Linked DNA regions of Zea mays: region 1 is linked to region 2. Evidence: chromatin contacts called from public Hi-C data. All regions are on one chromosome and are shown on one strand. Each heading gives the region's core, a stretch centred on a gene start, on an enhancer-like site or on the middle of the called end of the contact. The rest is flanking DNA. Distances are from core to core; before and after follow the strand shown.

Region 1 (2,700 bases), core at 73-2,572, 200 kb before region 2:
TGGGGGGTTCAATCGGCCGTAGCCCTTCATCTATATAAAGGGGGAGGTCTGGATCCGTTTCCAACTGTTTCCCGAGTTAATCCCGCGGTTTTAGGTAACAAATCCCGCGAGAAACTAGGAACCCTAACTGACTCTGCGCGCGCGCGGACCGTCCGCGCCGCCACCGCGGACCGTCCGCGCCGCCACCGCGGACCGTCCGGACCGCGGACCGTCCGGCCTCAGGGCCGGACCGTCCGCAAGGCTCATTTTAGCCTTCAACAGAAGGATGCATATCTGAACATATAACAAACAAAAAATGAAGAACAAAACTAGATGAATGTCCATCATTACCACAGTCGACGGTCTTGTTGGTTTTGCCTTTGGGAAGAAGCTGGTACCACCGGGTACCAAGCGACAAGTCATCGGCAGACAGCACATCCTCTAATGGCACCCTCAAATGGCCCAGGAAGTCATCCATCTGGAGGATGTCCTCGTCATAGACATCAAGCTTGAGCACATCTTTGATATCACCGACAAGGAAGCTGAACTCCTGATCCCAAGTCGGGTTGAGGTTCATCTTGATCACCTTGGTCTTGAATCGCTGCTTCCCGAGCTGCAGCTTCACGTACGGGTCGCTGAAGCCGTTGGAGTCCATGGCCCGCAGGTTGCGGGCCTCGATCACACGAACAGACAACCTCATCTCTGCTCCTCAGCTGAACCCAAACCAGTCAGGAAAGTCTCCTCGGCAGAAATCCCCAAGTTGAGATGAAGAGGAATCGCCAACAGAAGCGTAGAAATCTATCAAAGATCACTTCTTTCCCTACAGAAGCCTAGAAATCTATAGATCACTCCTTTCCCTATCCTGAGCGAAACTCCGCATCAGAAATTCACAAGAACAGTAGCTACCCCAAAAGCAACCGGCAAGACAGTGGTCGCTCTCCAATCCGCCCACCCCAGGACCAAAGCAGCAGCAAGAAATGTCACCAATTCAGATCAGATATCGCTCCTTCCATTGACATTGCCAAATCCAACTTAAAGTAAAGAATCCCCAGTGACGCGGACACACAAGTACTGGATCAGATTTACACGCAGCAAAGACAGCGGAAGCAAGAATGGGTAAGCAAAGGCCCACACGCGAATAGCAGGGACGGGAAGGCAAATGAGGGACGGAAGAGAGCAAGACGCGACCGGACCTGGAAACCGGTACGAGTATTTTACGGCTGAAATGCGCGTTCTTGGTTGGATCAAGTCAAAACCTCCCACATGGACTTGGGGTTTCGTCAACGACTCACACACGAACAGAGCAGAAAGCGGAGCGAGGAAGGGGGAGGCGCCGCACAGTGACGCGTACGCGGGGGAGGGGCCTTGGCTTTCCCTGTTTCGATTCGGCGCCTCGTGTTGTCTCCTACTCTCCTTTCCTTTTCTCCCCCTCGCGAATCTTGTTTCCTCGGCCCTTCCCCGCGGTTCGGGTCGCCGTCGCCTGCCTTTTGAAACCGCAAGACCTTTGGAGAAACTCGTCAGGTTTACGGCACATAACTGACGGCTATGGCTCTGTTTGGCTTTGCTCCATTACTGCGAGTGCCAAACGTTCAGGAAAAAAAAAGTGAATTCTTGGCGTTTTTAGTAGCGTTAACAGGTGATTTTTTTTGGTTCGATGTAAAATTCAATTAACTTCCAGATGAATCTTTGGTTTGCTGTTCACGAGAGGGAAAGTTTGTCTCACGATATGTGGTTACTTTTGTCAATATGCCTCGACCCAAAAAAAATCAGCACTTTTGCTATTATGCTGCTGGTGCTAAGAGCAAAAGCTGGCAAAAACCAGTTACCTTGCTGCCCTGATAAAATGAAATGAAAGCTCGACAATAAGATTAAAAAAACTGTCAAACATTTTACTTCAACGTTTGACAAACAAGGGTGCATAAAAGTTTTCCCACATTTTGACTGAGCGAATGGATATCAGGATATATGAGTTGGATTTAGCAAGAGAGACTACATTCTAGGACCAAGAGAATAAATTATTATAATCTATATATCTTAGGTCCCTCTAAATCTTTAGAGCTAATTGTTAATCAACTAATAAGTTGTTAGCTTGCAACTAATAACTAAATAGCAATTTAAATGATATAACTAACGATTTAGCTGGTCTATTAGGGGGTGTTTGAATGCACTAGAGCTAATAGTTCGTTAGCTAAAAATATACTAGTAGAATTAACTAGCTAACAAATAGTTGGCTAACTAGTACCTAATTTACTAAAAATATCTAATAGCTGAACTATTAGCTAGGATGTTTGAATGTCTCTAGCTAATTTTAACCACTAACTATTATCTATAGTGCATTCAAACACCCTGATCCGTTCTAAATTTCTCAGCTAATTTTAACCTACTCAACTTTATAATCCATAATCCAAATCATTACGATGTAAGGCAATTATTTAGATTATTATAGATTCGTACAATCATCTATAAAAAATACAGACATGCCAAGACAGCAAATTCTAATAGCACAGACATAGTTGTGGCTGTTCGCTTCGAATTACTGGCTGTTTAAACTGCTGCAGCTGCGATATATAGAGACAAAAACACTATAGTAGAAGTTGATATGGATTAATGCCAAGCGAACAGACTCGTGGTCAATGTCCACTCTCGCGGGCTATGGGTTGTGGGTAGCGACGGTTACAATTGGGCCAGGCTACAGAAGCGTGCACGGGACGCCGCCGCCCG
Region 2 (2,700 bases), core at 197-2,696:
GCGAAGAAGATGCTGAGGTGGATCTGGCCGGCGCCGTCGTAGCCGGCCTGGCTGAACTGGAACGTGCCGGCGCCCAGCACCCTGTTCACGTCGTACCGGCTGCCGTTGGCCATGAACACGTGGGAGGAGATGATGGGGAAGCGCCTGGCGCCGTACGCGTCGCTCCAGTAGGCGAAGGGGACGATGACGTAGACGATGAGGAAGAAGCCCGCCATGATGTTGGCGATGGCGAACGCCGGCGTCGACAGCGGCGTGCCGAGGAACCCGGCCACGGTGGCCCAGTCCAGGCCGAAGGCGCCGACGCCGAGGCCGTACACGCCGGACCCGATCTGCTGCGCCGTGACGGAGCGCCTCCAGACGAGGCACGCCACCGAGACGGTGGAGATGGTCGGGAACAGGTAGTTGGGCACAATGTAGTAGGCGAAGCTGGTGGCGAGGACGGTGAGGAAGAACTGCAGCCTGGTGGTGCCTCCCCTGGGCCTCCTGGTCTCCCTCTCGTGCAGCGCCCGGAAGAGGGAGACCTGCACCAGGTTGGCCGGCCACCACATGTAGGGGGAGTCGACGAGGAACTTCCTGAAGAGGCCGGCCCAGCCGTACCCCATGAGCTGCGTGGTCTGGGTGAGCAGCATGGCGGCCAGCGGGTGGATCTCCCGGTGGTAGAAGGCCTTGACGATGGTGATGATGCCGACGGCGTAGACGGAGTTGGAGCCGGTGTTGGCGAAGATGGTGATGAGGACGTGCTCCTTGAGGTTGAAGGGCCCCGGGTTGAGGGAGAAGGAGCGGCCCATGACCCGGACGGCCTTGGTGGGGAGGCACGCCGCCATGAGCTTGCCGAGAGGCAGCACCACGATCTGCACCGACAGCGAGGAGATGTACAGCGGGTTCTGGCGGTAGCCGAAGAACTGGTTGGAGAAGGCCAGCAGCGCGCAGGAGAGGAGCCCCAGGAACCATGTCCGGAACGTGAGCGCGGGCAATGCCGGGTCGTCGGTGATCGGCACCGTCAGCCGGACCTCCTCGATGGGGCAGTCGTCTACTTCCTCTTCTTTCTCTGCAGTCAGCCAGCAAAAGAAAGCAAAATTAAAAAGAAGTTCCTGTCAAGAAGAGAGAGAGGAAAGAGCAAGCTCTCGCCTGTTCTTGCACTCCCGCCATTGGTGCCTGGCCTGGAGCTGGCATTCAGGCGGTTGAGCTCCACTTGCTGCTGAGGCTCCACCGGCTCCATTCTGAGACAGCTTGCCAACCTCTCACCTAAGATTTGGGGGTCCTTATAAGCAAACAAAAGCAAGCAGGCTTTTCTGTAGAGGGGCCAGGGCCGGGGCGCCCCCACACAGCAACCAATAAGATGGACAGGCCAATTAGGGGCCGTGTTGATTGGTAGCTAGCTAGTAGCTCCTGCAAAGCCACAAGTGACAGGTTAAGAAAGCGCCATCGTCGTCTTCATCCTGTGACCTCTCTTATGTTTGCAAGCAAGAGCGTGAGTGAGTGAAATGAAGAAGGGACATGCATGGTCCCGGGCGGCCTTGCACTGCTGCATCGTATGTAGGAGCATTTACAAAAGGCAGTTCAAAGCTGTGAAGAAGGGACAGCTCGAGCTCGGGTATTTATGATGTCATGAGGATCGCCGGTACTGACAAAAAGGCACTGGGTGGGGGCAAGGCAACTGTAAAAGCACTGCTGGTACTGTCTAGCTAAGCTGCTACTAGTAGTCAGTATAATACAGTTAGTACAATACATCCTTAAAAGTATAGCAACTGCTCCTACTATAGAATAGTAATAGCTAGCAAGTGGTCTGACGTACTTTTTTTTAATGACAGATCTGAGACGCTTATGCCGTCAATGTGTATATATATATATATATATATATATATATATATATATATATATATATATATATATATATATATATATATATATATATATATATATATATATATATATATATATATATATATATATATATACTGTTTAAAATCTGAAACTGGTTGCAGAAATTTTATGTGGTGGCTAAACCAGTAACCACCAAAAATACTGTGCTTGTGATAGGCAAAATGCTGTCCTTGGAGCGCGCGGGTTTTCTCACGTTTGGTTCTGGTGCCATGCCTAGAAAACTACTGTCAAGCAGCAGCACAGCTCTGAGAGGTAGCTGATGGAGCCGTGAGAGTCAGGGGACGTTTGGTTTAAGAAATCACCCCATCTAAAATCTAAAATAAGATGGTGTATCATGGGTATATTTCTCAAATTTGCTGGGATAGCCATATTTACCATATTAGTACTAACTAACTATAGAGAATGTGGTGGTAATAGATCCAACCCATTTCATTCCATAAATCAAATAAAAAAGTAAGAAGAAGATGATGGACTAGTTTATTCTTCAAACCAAACACTCTATTAATTAGCTTGCAATGCCACTTGTCATAACCAACCAGAGCACATACTGTGTGATTGGTTACCGGGACGACGTAAAGGGCCTGTTTCGCGCTAGACTGGACCGATGAGAACACAGCTCTCCTACGTTTCTGCTCGTGCCACTAGTAGAAAAGAGCTCAAAGCCTGCGGCACCCATAAATTATCACTGGCGGTTTCAGTTATCACGCGCCAGTAAAAAAAACAAGGTGGACCCGACTTAGGAACCGCCAGTGGAAACCTATTTCCACTGGCGGTTATCTTAACACAACCGCCAGTGGAAATAGGGTCTTTACACTG

What was found. Hi-C and Micro-C count contacts between places; a contact is called where the count stands out from the background.
Region 1: a contact with region 2 is called in a Hi-C map of root tip, with 5 times the contacts expected there. The contact joins the promoter of LOC100383749 here to the promoter of LOC103641440 in region 2. A contact is called at or near these places in 5 of 25 Hi-C or Micro-C datasets (ear, leaf and root tip) and 1 of 3 datasets of contacts at active chromatin or transcription factors (leaf).

The regions. Positions count from the first base shown.
Region 1 is chr1:187,378,953-187,381,652 of Zm-B73-REFERENCE-NAM-5.0, reverse strand. LOC100383749 (C2 and GRAM domain-containing protein) reads right to left here and starts at 1,322. Exons shown (of 9, transcript NM_001355451.1): 1 at 331-1,322. The coding sequence starts at 679.
Region 2 is chr1:187,180,111-187,182,810 of Zm-B73-REFERENCE-NAM-5.0, reverse strand. LOC103641440 (oligopeptide transporter 5-like) reads right to left here and starts at 1,446. Exons shown (of 2, transcript NM_001346987.1): 1 at 1,129-1,446; 2 at 1-1,048. The coding sequence starts at 1,219.